Linked DNA regions of Mus musculus: regions 1, 2, 4 and 5 are each linked to region 3. The links are chromatin contacts, called in public Hi-C and promoter capture Hi-C maps. All regions are on one chromosome and are shown on one strand. The core of a region is the stretch at or near the end of the contact, and the rest is flanking DNA. Distances in the headings are between cores, read along the strand shown. Region 1 holds the start of Zfp143 (zinc finger protein 143). Region 2 holds the start of Dkk3 (dickkopf WNT signaling pathway inhibitor 3). Region 3 holds the start of 1700012D14Rik (RIKEN cDNA 1700012D14 gene). Region 4 holds the start of Wee1 (WEE 1 homolog 1 (S. pombe)). Region 5 holds the start of Mical2 (microtubule associated monooxygenase, calponin and LIM domain containing 2).

The links. Promoter capture Hi-C pulls out the DNA fragments that hold promoters and counts their contacts. A called contact is a pair of places that touch in the nucleus more often than the background predicts.
Region 1: a promoter capture Hi-C map of pre-B cells shows a contact between it and region 3, with 7 times the contacts expected there. The contact joins the promoter of Zfp143 here to the promoter of 1700012D14Rik in region 3. A contact is called at or near these places in 6 of 39 promoter capture datasets (the C10 cell line, the HPC-7 cell line, cranial neural crest and 3 more).
Region 2: a contact with region 3 is called in a Hi-C map of B cells, with 8 read pairs. The contact joins the promoter of Dkk3 here to the promoter of 1700012D14Rik in region 3. A contact is called at or near these places in 4 of 39 promoter capture datasets (cranial neural crest, embryonic stem cells, hippocampal neurons and 1 more), 1 of 484 Hi-C or Micro-C datasets (B cells) and 1 of 115 datasets of contacts at active chromatin or transcription factors (astrocytes).
Region 4: a contact with region 3 is called in a promoter capture Hi-C map of pre-B cells, with 6 times the contacts expected there. The contact joins the promoter of Wee1 here to the promoter of 1700012D14Rik in region 3. A contact is called at or near these places in 7 of 39 promoter capture datasets (the HPC-7 cell line, cranial neural crest, hippocampal neurons and 4 more), 2 of 115 datasets of contacts at active chromatin or transcription factors (astrocytes and pro-B cells) and 1 of 9 other capture datasets (liver).
Region 5: a promoter capture Hi-C map of embryonic stem cells shows a contact between it and region 3, with 4 times the contacts expected there. The contact joins the promoter of Mical2 here to the promoter of 1700012D14Rik in region 3. A contact is called at or near these places in 1 of 39 promoter capture datasets (embryonic stem cells) and 1 of 115 datasets of contacts at active chromatin or transcription factors (astrocytes).

What each region holds. Positions count from the first base shown.
Region 1 is chr7:110,060,292-110,062,991 of GRCm38.p6, forward strand. Zfp143 (zinc finger protein 143) reads left to right here and starts at 1,420. Exons shown (of 16, transcript NM_001374618.1): 1 at 1,420-1,484.
Region 2 is chr7:112,157,801-112,160,500 of GRCm38.p6, forward strand. It overlaps Dkk3 (dickkopf WNT signaling pathway inhibitor 3), which reads right to left and starts at 1,331. Exons shown (of 8, transcript NM_015814.3): 1 at 1,166-1,331; 2 at 383-618. The coding sequence starts at 595.
Region 3 is chr7:111,121,356-111,124,055 of GRCm38.p6, forward strand. It overlaps 1700012D14Rik (RIKEN cDNA 1700012D14 gene), which reads right to left and starts at 1,320. Exons shown (of 3, transcript NR_015573.2): 1 at 1,028-1,320.
Region 4 is chr7:110,120,524-110,123,308 of GRCm38.p6, forward strand. Wee1 (WEE 1 homolog 1 (S. pombe)) reads left to right here and starts at 1,536. Exons shown (of 11, transcript NM_009516.3): 1 at 1,536-2,402. The coding sequence starts at 1,827.
Region 5 is chr7:112,224,439-112,227,138 of GRCm38.p6, forward strand. It overlaps Mical2 (microtubule associated monooxygenase, calponin and LIM domain containing 2), which reads left to right and starts at 1,398. Exons shown (of 26, transcript NM_001193305.1): 1 at 1,398-1,583.

The sequences.
Region 1 (2,700 bases), core at 170-2,669, 1.1 Mb before region 3:
ATTAGGTCAAGATCATGTCATCAATTGCCCTCTACATAGCAAATACAAGGCCAGACAGCCACACTCTCAAAAACCATAAAAGGATGTATATTCTAAGTCCTGAGATCCTTCAAATGACATTTGAGTACCGATTATGTAACTATGCCCTGGTTAGATTAATATTTTAAAATTGTGATTTATTGGGCCTTATGTGGCATAGGCTATACAGCCTACTCTTAGCACTTAGGGATATACTCTCCGGTTAAATTCATAGCCTACTGAACTATACTGCAAACTAAAGTCTCAGATGGGGTGAGGGCAAGAGAAGGTAATACTGTAGGTTCCGACTAGATTTAGTTACAAACTCAAGTTTCTCCCGGCTATTTTTCGACTTCATCAATGACATCACCTGAAATGCAAGTGACTGACGGCTAATGCTGGTCAACCTCCTCATCTTATTGGAATATACACCTGGTACTGCGGCTACTGCACTCTTATCTGAAATGCCTTGTATTGGAAATGGCTTAAGGGTTGGGCCGAGAGGATTAAAAAAAAAAAAAAACGTACCACATGCCACAACTAATGTCTCAATAGGTTAAAGAGCCCAACAGATGCTTTCTTCATCCTTCAGTTTCACAAAACAGGGAAAGCGCATGCAAAGGACCCGAGCGACCACAAGTCCACGGACACACTAAGAGCATTCGCTTTGCCTCCCAGCGGAAGCTCGGCTCCGCCGGGATCTCCGCAGAAGCAGAAAGCTCAACCTCCCATGGCATGGTCATGCCCGGAGATTGGGGAAGGGCAGGCAGGTTCCGAACCCAGTCTCCGGCATCAGCTGCGCTAGGCACAGAGACCCAAAGCGAAGGCCTCGGCCGACTCCGAGAGCCCCTAGGGAGCGCGTGGGAGGTTCGGGCCGCCCTCCTGCCTTCCTCTAACCTTCCAATGAAATAACACTCGGCAATAGAAAGGCAAGGCCCATCCGGCCTCCGATACACGCTCCGGCAGGGCCACCGGGAGCTCCATGGGTTCCACATTAGCCCTGTAGGGAAAATGGCGCCCATCACCCTATTTCCCTCCCGGGCAATCAAAAGGACGAACCTCCCTCCCTTGCTACAAAATGGCGCCTCCCGCTGGGGCCCCAGAATCGGCATAATTCACTCGTCCGTGGGGCGGAGTGGTCCGCGATGAGCAGTTTCGCCATCCAGTCAGGCACAGAAGCTTTGATTCCGTACCTGGCGCCAGCCACTCATGAGCGGGTAGGAAGGTCAGGCAACAATGACGCAGGTGAGGTGGGCGTAGTTAGTGGCGGTTTCCTGCCCGTCAGCTAAATCTAGACCAATCGAGAGCAAGAGTCTTCCAGTGAGTGACGTAAAGACAGCCCAATGGAGGGTAGGGGCGGGACTCAGAATTGCTATGCGGGTTGCGGGGCTTGGGGGCCGGGCGGCTGTTTCCTGTCCTGGTGCATGGTGGTCGGACGAAGGAATTGTTGGAAAATTTTCTCGGAGGTTCGTATATAAATGTGTTTTTACCCAGTGTGCATTATTCTCCGCCCGGCCGCCGCCCTCAGTGCGGCGGCGCGGGCCCACTCGGGCCCCGGCTCTCCCTCCAGCTGCTTATGCTGGTCCTCAGGCCTGGCCGATCCTACGGCCGCCTTCGTAGCGCAGCCCGGGCAGAATCGGAGTTTATTAATAACCCGAGGCCGCCACTCTAGGGCGGCGGAGCCTTTCCCTCTGAGGACGCCACCCCACCCCCCTTCACCCAGCGCCCCGCCTGTCCCCTTAGGGGGCCGCTGAGGGGAGGGAGAGCAGGAGGGGAGGGTGGAGCTCTCGGGAGCCGGGAGGCTCAGCTCGACCTGACCTTCGCGCGGAGCGAGTCCCTGGGCGCTCGCTCGGTGTGGAAGCCGGTCGGACTGGGCCTCCGGGCCTCGGTTCTCAGCAGGCCCCAGCAGGGGCGCGGGGCCCGCGGCTGGGGACACGCCTGCATATCGCCCCCGGGTTTCTTCCTATTCTGATCGTAGGCACATTTATTCGTTTTCACAATTTTTTTCTTCAAAAGTCTGTGAGGCCTAACATCGAATATTCAAAAATAGTCTCTTGGAATGTTTTATAATGGGACTTTCGTTCACTCATTTTTTACTTTCTCCCTTTCATTAAACGATGTTTCAATAAGTAGAAATGAATACCACTGCCCATCTGTTTGTTTAGAATCAAGTTCTGCCTTCCCTTTTGAAATATTCAAATCATCTGGCATATTCCGTTGGGAATGTGAGAAATTGCACGTTTCAGATTGTGTTCAGTTTGGTCCTAAATTTTACTAGGAAAGATGCGTTCAGCCCTATTCGGCAAAAACTTGTGTAACATTTTAACACTTTCTTCATTCTAAGTATATAGTAAATTCATTGTGAAATGTAAAGATCACAAAACAATAAGCATAAATCTTACCCTGACATTTTGAGTATTTGGAGATGAGTCAATCGACTCTACAAATACTCTTCCCCTTTGTTTATTTTGGTTTGTTTTATCTGGGCATGGTGTCTCTGTCTATAATTCCAGCAATCGGAGTCTGAGGCAAGAGGATTTCAAGACTACTCTTTATTACAGATTTACAGCTAGCTACACACTGAGTTCCTGATCTCAAGTATACTAATAACAGCTTTTTGATAGAATATACACACGTTCAAATTCACCTAAAATAGTCCAAACTAAGTCTGGTAGTTCAACT
Region 2 (2,700 bases), core at 81-2,580, 1.0 Mb after region 3:
AGCCTCTGCAAACCCATTGCGCTGAGACACCCGAGTGGCCCCAACCTCAGCTCAGCTCCAACAGGGGACAGCCAGCTGCGACACAGTGGCTCCTGCTCCTTAGGAAGAATTCCACCAAACCTCCCTTGCTGGACAGGGATGCATTCAGACTTTCGGCAGGCAGACAGAACCGGCTGAGAGTAAGAATCACCCAGCGCTGCACTCAGGGCACTCCACGTCTGCTGTCAGGCCTTTTTTCCAGCTCTGCACAAAGCCAAGTCTTTGGCCAGTGCTGCAACCATCGCTAGAAATATCCCCCCCACCCCACCCCCGCCAAGCCCCCGGCCCACTCCCTTTCTCATTCTCGCACTTTCAGAGCCAGGCGCCCTCAGGGTGCACCCACCTCCTCCACGGCACTGCGCAGTTTGTGCTGAGTGTCTTCCATCAGCTCCTCCACCTCTCGAAACATCTCATTGAGCGTAGCTTCCTCCTGAGGGTAGTTGAGAGCTGGGCCCGGCTCCGCCGGAGTCCAAGTGACCGTCGGGGAAGGAGCAGGAGCAGTGGGGACCGCCGCCGCCAGCAGTGTACACAGCAAAATACCCCCGAGCCGCTGCATGTTTGTTCCGCGCTGGCCGCCGCCTGTGTGTCCCGGAAAGCTATCAAAGACTGCAGGACCACCCCTCTTGCCCGTCCCGCCCCGCCCCGCTGCTCTGCCCGCCCCCAGATGGAGCGATACCCAGCCCCCTCCCAGACTCAATCCCTGCTGGAAACAGTGGTGACCACTACTCCTCTCCAGCCTGGGTGCCCTCTGCACTCTAAGCCCCCAAACCCCGTTCTAGTACCCAGGAAGAGCTCCACTTGACACGCTTATGGAAACCCCAGCTCCGGAACCAAGGAACTCAAGTCTTCTACTCTTAATAGCAGACCACTTGCCCGAATCAGGAGACATTATCTGGACTACGGGTTCGAGTCCCGTCCCTTCCTTTACTATTTCCCCATCAATTCTATTACTGGGATCTCTTGGACCCTGACACAGGCTCAAGCCTCTCCTAGCCCCAAGCAGAGATCAGCAGAGCCCTCCTCCCAGTTCATCCTCCTCCCATCGCGATGCAAATGCATGGAGCCCCCCATCTCTAACTAAGGGAGACCCAGCTGGGCTATCTCCACGACGATGACCACCGCTCACCCAATTCGAATGAACAAAGCTGAGCTGCAAGCTGGATCTGGTCACGACCGGTAGCTGGGCTGCCACAGAGCAGCTGGAGAGGCACTGTGTGCGGCTAGGATGCAAAAGCGCCTGTATCCAGAAAGCCTGCAGCCTGCGCCCCCCCAGTCCACCACGCCTCCGCCCGGCGGGAGGGGCGGTCGCACAGCCAATCGCTCTCCAGGCCGTCTGCGACCTCAGCTCACTCCAGCCTCTAAATCCTGGGAGGGCCAGTCTGCAGGAATCTATCCTCTTCCTGGCAGCCCCCTACCTCCGCGATAGCCCAGGCTTCTACTACATTTTACAGCCTTCTTGAGTCTCACCTTGCTAGCTCTAAGCCTGCCTCTGCCTTGGACGCAGTCCTAAGGGATGGAATCCCAGCCCCTCAGCCATTACAAGGTAGTCTAGACAGTACCCAGCCAGGAAAATCCACTTTTGGCCATGAGAATGGGTCAACAGAATGTCAGCAAGTCCCTAGACAGGCGACATAGCAAAGTAGCTAGGATGGACACCAACAGTCCCAGTACTGCCAAACTAGTATGGTCTGTAACGTAGCTTGATGTATGCTGCAGGCTACAGCTGTACATGTAATTCCTACTTAATACGCACGATTCATGAAGAGGGGTCAGGGCTTGAAAATGGGCTGTGTACCTGAGATAGCAACCTGGTCTATTGACAGTTATCTCTTCAGTGCCTAGAAAAGGGGTACTAAAAAATTAAATTAAATTAAAAATTTTTTTAAAAAGTGTTTCCGAAAACCCTTCTCCCACTTCTTTATCTATCCTGATTCTTCCTCATCAGTTTCCCTGACATCTCTCTCTCCCCTCCCCTCCCCTCCCCTCCCCTCCCCTCCCCTCCCCTCCCCCCTCTCCGCATCTCCTGATCTTTTTCTCATTTCTTCCCTGTGCTGGCTAATTTTTTGTCAACTTGACACAAACTAGAGCCACGTGGGGAAAAAACACCTCAGCTGAGAAACTGCCTCCATTGGTTTGGTCTGTCCGTTGCAGCATTTTCTTAACTGCTAATTGATGTAGGCGATCCCAGCCACTAGGGGTGATACCACCAACAGGCAGTTGAGCCAAGGCTGTGTAAGAAAAGTGGCTGAGCAAGCCAGAAGAGCAAAAGACAGTGACCTTCCTCCATTGGCTCTACCTCACGTCCTGAGCTCCAGGCCTGGCTTCCTTGATGCTGGAGTATAAACCTGTAAGACGCAATGAACCCTTTCCTCCCTGAGTGGCTTTTAATCATGATCTTTATCACAGCAACAGAAAGCCAAACTGGAACATGCCTCATCTGTCCTCTGGGGTAGCTAGCACAGGTCACAGACTCACTGGAGTCTCTTCACCAGCCCCTCCCCTGCCACCCACGAGGAACCAGGAGCTTGGTTGTATCTGCAGGGCTCCAGGCCTACACACCTGATCCCTGAGAAACGAAGTGGGGTGGGGTGGTTAGAGCAATAGCTGCTGGTACAGCACTACGGTGACGTGGATAGTGACAAGCATTATCCATTTATTTAT
Region 3 (2,700 bases), core at 70-2,569:
AAACTCAATCTAAAGTGGAATCAGATATGCAAGTGTTACATGACATATGCTGTTACTATAACCAGTCTGTCCCCGATCTAACAATTAATGCTTACTGAGTAACTCTCTTATTTTCTGTGGCCTGTTAGTATCTGTGCCCAATTCCTCATAAAGGTTAATTCATCTAATTGTCAAGAACCTGAGATTATCAACGACTGCATTTTAGAGAAAGATACAGGGAAGTTGGCACCTGCTAGGTTAACACATTTAGTCAGTGAAGAATGAACAGAGTTCCCAAACTGACTGTGCAGCCCACGTGCCTCGACAGTACTTGGGAGTTTTCTACTTCATCAAGCATAACGAGCATTTGGTACTAGAGGTTGGTGTGTGTGTACAAACAGATTGCCAGCGTGTTGTAACAGGCGAAGGCAGCAATCTTAAACTAGGCAGTAGTTAGAAAACCTATTCCTTAGCAGTGGACTCTCCTTCCAGCCTCGATTTAAATTTAGCAAAACAGAGAGCTTCTCGGAGCCACTGGTTCACCATAAAATGAAGTTTCCCCACCTCGTTGTCAAGTGGGCACAAAAAAAAGTAGCTTTGTTTTCTTAAAAGGGCCCCGTATTCCTTTCTCTTCTGAGGTACATCCCAGCAGCTCTTGGGGACAAAGCATCTGCCCTCCTAAGTTTCCAGTTCCTTTCAGGGAACACTAGGGTCTCCCCTTAGGGGCCTTTTGCTGCCAGGCGGCCCTAGGTGTGAACGGGAGCGCAGGCCAATCGCAAAGGTTAAGAAGCAGAAGGGGCCGGGCAGCTCCACTAGGACCTAGAAGTATTTCAACGCGGTCACTTCGCCCTGCGGCCAGTGACAGCCATCCCTCCGGGCCAGGCGTGCACTGCTCGCAGAGCACCACGCCCCCGGAGGCATGCTTCTTGCCCTAGCCTACCAGTGGGTGACACAGGATTCCTCTCGCCCCAGGAATGTCGACTGTGCCATCGACATGAAGTCGTGTCAACACACCCAACACCTTTCCACTCCATCTCCATCGCCCTACCGTCTCGGCTGCGGCTGGGCTGCAGAGCCGCGTCGCGGTCCCCAGCCGAGCACGAGACCGCCATTTTAGACAGCTCAAGGCAGCGGCCATTTCGGAGCGGCCCACTCGCCGGTGGCTCAGCTCACCTTCAGCGAGGGTCTAGGGCCAGTCGTCGGGGACTGGAGGGAGGAGGGAGAGATGAAAAACAAAACAGAGGAGAGGAGGACGCGGGACGGGGTGATGCTGTCAACTCAGGGATACCGCCTAAGCCACCTCAAAGGGCCCCGACTCTCGGACGGCGCGGCCTGAAGTCTGAATTCAGGGACTCTTAGAGCTCCACTGCGGCCAGACGCGATGGTCTGCAGGAGCGACTTCGCCGCTGTCCAATCAGCGACAGAGCTCATCCCTACCGCCAATCCGCGCTGAGCAGCGAGGCGGGACTAAGAGCCCAAGTTTGGTTGAGGCGCGGTGTGACCTGGGAGCCGCCTAGCCGGCTCTGGGCTCCGGGCTGGCGGGCGAAGCCATTGTTTTCTGAATTCCCCGGCACGCCGTGGGCCTGGCGCGGGTTTAGAGAGCAGATTCCGGGGCTCCTCCAGTTCCACGTGGCTGATGCTGACAGACAGATGGCGGCCCAGTCGGCATTTCCCTCAGCTCTGTCGCTCTGCAAGGACTGCTGAGACAGCTATGGATCCTGAGCTCGCCAGCCTAGGCTGATGGTGGCCCGGTCACTCAGTGCTTGGAAGCGGGAAGAAAAAACTCACCTTACTCGGCGTGCATAAACCTTTACCAGCCGGGGGGTTAGGCCAGGCCAAGGGCACGCCTGATGTTTGGCCTCCCAGGTGGCCCAGCAGGACGAAAGGGAAAATCCTTAGAACTCTTCTTTTTCTGAGGTTTACCTCAGCGTTACCAACTCATCTCTGTTGGGTGGGCTGGCAACATTTGGGTGTTTAAGCCATCTATCCCCGTTCTCCCTCTTTTCCAAAAGGGCATGGCCAGGCTTGAGGTCCTGTGTGTAGGGATTAAAAAGCATGTGCCACCATGCCCCGCGAAGCCTAACCCTTAATAGTAGTTATCAGGACTGATGGCAGTCATCAAGCTTCAGTATAATTTTGGAATAAGATTTTGTTTATTATATATTTTTATATATGTCCCCAATGTGAACTTCACATACCTGGTTTGTGTCTTTGTAAATTGGAAAAAAAACTCAAAAATAAGACAATGGGAAGAATAATTAAACATATTCGTGTTTAATTAAAGACTAGGATTTAACTTAGGCTCTATATGCTGACGAGTCTACTGTTCTTGAAACATACAGATTTTTTTCTGTTAATTGCTGTGTCAAATTATAATTTATTATATATTTATATACAGTTATGATTATAATATATGTTGGTTGAGAGAAAAATACAGGCAATGTAGGACTCAGCAAATAAAGATAATAATACTGTTTATAGAGTGCACTGTAGGAGCCAGGGGCTGTTTTATGTACTTTTTGTTTTGTTTTGATATTTGAGACAGGGTTTCTTTGTGTAGCCTTGGCTGCCCTAGAACTTGCTCTCTAGACTAGGCTGGCCTTGAACTCATAGAGATCTGCCTGCCCCTGCCTCCTGTGCTGGAATTAAAGGTATGCACCATCACCACCTGGCTGTTTCATGTTCTTTCAATGTTTTAATTCATATACTCATCACCAGTCT
Region 4 (2,785 bases), core at 286-2,785, 1.0 Mb before region 3:
AAACTCACTGGCCTGCGTTGTTCTAAGTAAAGGGCAATTTGCTTCTGTTGAGCTCAATCTTACTTTCAGGTCACCCTGATCAACCCATCTAACAGCAATGTCAGAACTCCCAAGTCAAATGGATCCCTGTGAGTTAGTGGTCAGCTAGGGCTACACAGTTTTCTTATCTTGAAAACAAAACAAGACAAAACCAAACCAAACCAAACCAAAGATCAGTCCATCAGCCTGGCCTGGCAGGTGCACAGGTCTATAATCCCAGCACTCTGGAGGTGGTTCAAATAATCGGGCTACACGGCAAAGGCAGGTCTCAAAAACAAAAATCAGTTTGACTTTTCAGCCTTTGAAGTGTTAAAAAAAGCTCACACACACATTAGTACTCCTAACTACAGTAAATGACAACAGAAGAGTATAATAGGCTATTATCCAGATAATGTGAATCTACATTAAAAAACATCAAGCTTTCTACTGATGGCCTCAGTTCCCCAAAAGTGGGTTCTAATTTCCTAGTGAAAAAGAAACCTACTTTTCTGTATGACAGTCTGGCCTCAGTAATTCCCACTCCAGCAGAGAATGCTAAAAAAAAAAAAAACAAAACCGTAACAAGGAGAAATGATTGATCATAGCATACAAAATAGGAACACACTTGTTGTAAACAGATTTAAGTTACGGTTGAGAAGGTTGTGGAAACTTATTTTTTCCTGGAAATTATGAGACAGGACCACTACAGAGCAAAGGGGTTTTAAACTTCTGGTCCTCCTGCCTCAGCTTCCAGACTGTTTGAATCACAGGTGTGTGCGCCAGCACTCACCTCTGTTACACTTCAGTTTTGTTTTGTTTTTTTTCTCTCCCGGGACCAATCAGTTTGGCTAGCGCACTCTCACGTGTAAGCGAACAAATATAAACACCACGGTTGCAGGTCAGGCATTCGGGCTTGTGGCAGGACCAATTATCACGGATAAGTCTGGCTGTGAGGGACACAAGACTGTGTGAGAGGCCACCTCTGTGTCCTAGTCCTGCAGCTCATTATCTGAGTTTCGCGCTGGGCAAGGTCCAGAGCTCGGTCACTGTTTCCGGCTCGGACCGCGACTATAGAACGTGACTGGACACAGCCACGCCCAGAACGCCCCAGGGGTCGGGCCTCAGAACCTGGGGTTGGACCAGGCTTCTAGGCGTCCCCAAAGGCTGCACGGTGTCCGGATGCTTCTGAACCCGGAGACAGGGAGGCCGACCCAAGGCCAGCACTGGGCAGTAGCCGCCGTCCTCTCGCCCCTCCTCGCAGGGCGGCTCCCGGCAGGCTCCGGTCCTCTAAACATAGACTCTGGGTGGGGTTCTGTGCAATCCAGGCCCACTCATTGGCCCGGGATGCCGCGACCCGCCCACGACTGGCGGCGCGCCTAGGCTGTGGGGCGGAGTCAGCGAGTTCCCGCCAAAATCGCGTAGCTGGTTCCTCCCCCGTGGGCTACGTCGCGCCCTCCCTGTTTTTTCAAACCGGGGCTGGGCGGGGATTGGTGGGCTGGGCCCTCACGTGGTTAACGGTCGCGGGAAGCCGCGGAACCCGAACTTGCGGACGAACTTGCGGAGCCTTTCGCCAGCACTGGACCGGCCAGTCTCCGCTGGACATCCCGCGCCGCAGCCGTCGCCGTCGCCCCGTCGTGAGCTTGACGGGCCTCGGAGTTGCCGCCGCGCAGGCCCGCTGCAGCCTCAGCCCGGCGCGCCCGATCGCACGTGGCGGACCCGCCCCCTGTGCCAGCCGCGACCTGGACGCCGCCGGCCTCTGCTCGCCGGTCCTGTGTTCTCCCGTGCTCCGCCGTGACTGCAGCCGGGAAATGAGCTTCCTGAGCCGACAGCAGCCGCCGCCCACCCGCCGCGTAGGAGCCGCTTACAGTCTGCGGCAGAAGCTCATCTTCTCGCCGGGCAGCGACTGTGAGGAAGAGGAGGAGGAGGAGGAGGAAGGCAGCGGCCACAGTACGGGGGAGGACTCGGCCTTCCAGGAACCGGATTCGCCCCTGCCTTCTGCACGCAGCCCTGCCGAGGCCGAGGCCGAGCGCCGCCGTCGCTCGCCCGGCGCGGAGCCCAGCAGCCCGGGAGAGCTGGAGGACGACTTGCTGCTGCAGGGCGGCGGCGGAGGCGCGCAAGCGGCGGGTGGAGGCGCCGAGGGCGACTCTTGGGAGGAGGAGGGTTTCGGCTCCTCGTCGCCCGTCAAATCACCTTCGACCGCCTACTTTCTGAGCAGCCCGTTCTCGCCAGTGCGCTGCGGCGGCCCAGGGGATGCCTCCCCGCAGGGTTGCGGGGCTCCGCGAGCCATGGACGACCCCTGCTCGCCGCAGCCCGACTACCCGAGCACCCCTCCGCACAAGACCTTCCGCAAGCTGCGCCTGTTCGACACGCCGCACACTCCCAAGGTAATGGAGGGGGCGGAGGAGCCGGCTCCAGGGCCTTTAAAAAAAAAGGCCGCGGCGCTGCAGCCCTGCGCGCCACTGCCCGGGTTCGGTTACATAACCGCCCCGCCGCACCCCGCTCGCTGTCCTGCGCCGCCACTCAAAAAAAAAAAAAAAGTTGGCAGCCCCCCTTTTTGGCTCTGCCTAGAAGTTGTCGGTTAAGATTATGTAACTGAACAATGGGCCTGGTCTGTAACTACTCCACTTTACAAAGGGCCTGGTCCCCGCTGTCCAGGTGGTTGAGTATTGGGTCTCGGTGGTCCGGTGTGCCAGGGTGCCGGATTGCTGCTGGCCACCTGACACTCCGAGCCATATGGTGCCTGTTAAATCCGGTGTCCGGGCCTGTA
Region 5 (2,700 bases), core at 148-2,647, 1.1 Mb after region 3:
ATCAATTGGCAGTTCTTCTAGAGATCTTACAAGTCCAGGGTTCTCGGAGGCCCAGGAATGGCTATAGAGGCCTCACTTCACGGTTGTGTATGTTGACTTGGAATCAGTTCCCCGTTTAAATACAGACACGTTAATATGCACACGGTCTTGGTAAATGACTCTGTATTACAGATCTCAGTTCCCCCATCTGTGAAAGGGGATGAGGATATTGAAAAGATCAATCTCTAGGTCTGGGTTTAAATGAGATGATGCATGGAAGGTGTTCATTGATTGGTGGTGACATGGTTAGAGTCCCACCAGAGTCAAGTACTGTCCCTCTTAGAGTCAGTGATGAGTTTTGCAGACTGAGTGGGGTTGAGTACCAGGTATAAAAACGCATCCACAGAAGTGGAGTGAATCCTAAGGACGCTGAGAGGCAAACTCTGAGAAACCCCAAGGCCTGGATGATGGAAACGCAAAGAGTATAGAAAAAGACGGGCCCCAGGTTTGGGGGTGGAGGAATTGCTGCCTGCACTTGCCTGGCCAAGGGGCATGCTCTCCAGAGGGTGGTACCCGGGGAATTCCAGCAGCCTGGAGTCATGGTACTGTTTGCCTTCGCCGCCCAAGCCTGCCTGCTTTCCTCCCGCTGGGTCAGCTCAGTTTCAAGAACATTTATGGACTCTGCATTGGGCCAAGCTGAATGATGGGCTGCGGGCCCCAGGGGTGAGTCAGTCCACTTGAATCCTATTTTCACTGCTGTCGCAGTGTCCGTATGAATTTCTCAGGACTTCGAGCCCGAACCATTCATTCAGAATTTTCGCTGAAACTGTGAGAGGCATGGTCATTCATGAAAGCGATCAGAAACAGGGGTTAGCCATTCGACAGCCAAGAAAGAGAAAGTGCGAGCGACCCAGTCAGTGCGATTGGTCTGTGTCACTACCCCATTTCCCACAGCTTTAGCCCAAGCAAGGCCAGTTCAAGAGAAGACCCAAGCAAGGAAGATTGCATGCAGAAAAGCAAGAAATGAGGGCCCAAGAAGGCCAGGCAGTCCTAGAAGTCCTTTGCTGTTCCCTCCAGTCCAGAAGGGACAGTGAGGCTGTCTTTCCAGCTGCCTAGGCAAAGCTTCGGGAGGCCCAGCTTTCCCCTCTCCCTGGACACCAGAACACCAAGGCCGGGTGTTCGTCTCATAGCAGCCCAGGGCTGGGTCTTCGACCTGTGGCCAGGGTGGGAGCGGCTAGGGCAGGGCTTCAGCCCACGTGCGTCCGAAGCTGCAATGGTGACAGCAACCCCCAGCCTGGTACTAACTGGGAGGGCGCTGGGGTGGGTTCCGCGCTGCATGACCATTGGTCGCGCGTCTCAAGCATGGGGTGGAGCCTCGCCTTCGGAGGCCCTGTCATTGGCCGAACCTCGATGGAGGCGTGTCCCAATCGGATCCTCCGCGGCTCACAGAACCGCAGGCACCCGGCCGGCTCAGCCTGCGCCGGGCCGCCTCGCTAGCTCCGGGCTCGGCAGGCGGCCCGCTGGGTCCCGGATTTCTGCGCCCTCAGACAGAGGACAAGAAAGGCAGGTGTTGACCTGAGGCCTGGAGGCCCGCGAGACCTTGGGTAAGACGGAGTGGGAGAAGGCTCCGGGGTGTGCGGGAGCGGGTGGGGACTGTGCCAGTCCCGGCTGGACTCCGCGCCCTACTGGACGCCCCGGAGGGTCAGGTGCGGCAGTTCCGTCCGGGATCTCAGACCCACCTGCGGGGTGCGCCGTGGGCTCTTCACCAATCAAAACTGTCATTCTAACCTCAGAAAACCCAACACACGCGCATAGTAGGCGCCCTTCAGCAGCAGGGTCGCCTGTCATCGTTCAGGGGAACGTCCCCAAACTTTGCTCTGTGCGATCTAGGCTCCCGTACCTTTCCCATCCTCTAACAGAGCGCCTTGCTTATTTTTATTTTATTATTATATTTTTCTGCTTCCTTTCTTCTCCTCCCTCCTTGATAACAGGAAGTTGGGCCAAATGTCAGTGGCCTGGCCAGCGGCGGGCTGGAACTCGGGCTGGTTGCTTGGCCGGTGGCGACGCTCCGAGGGTCCTGCGCTGCTGTTCCCTCTAGCTTGGGACCCCTGACAGCCTGTGCTTGTCCCTGCCCAGGAGCATCCTACCCTCGTGTCCTGCTCTGTCAGTGGCTAGCTGGCCCTGGGCTGGGGTCTCCCTTGCAGCCTCTGCCTGCTGCAGCTGTTCGGAGAGGGCGGGGTTAATTTATCCCAGGCCAGCCTCAGTCTTAGCCTCACCCTCACCGGCGGAGCTGGGAAGGGCCTGTACTGGACCGGGAAGAGGCGTGTTGAAACCAGAGTACTCTCCTGTCTCCTTCCACATTGTTTATTCTGGGCCTGGGTTTCTAAAGCGGAAAGAGCTCTCGTTTGCAAGGCCTTTCGCTGTCCACTATGTCTTAGGTGGTTTAGTGGGAGGATAAAGTCAGTAGCCCTTATGGATAGACCCGGAGAGAAGAAAGCTGGAGGTCAATTGGCCTTCCGCATTTGCCTCCTGAGTTCTCAGGTACCTGTGTCCTCTGCGTGCCAGCAATCTCCGCGAGGGGTGGGGGTGGGGGCAGTGGACCTAAAGCGTGGGACACCAGGATAGCCCCTGTTCATGTCCCAGGGGTTTCAAAGGTGATCAGTGCTGCCTTCTTCAGGCACAAGGAAGAGGGCACAGGTTGGATCCCAGTAGTTTCTCCCC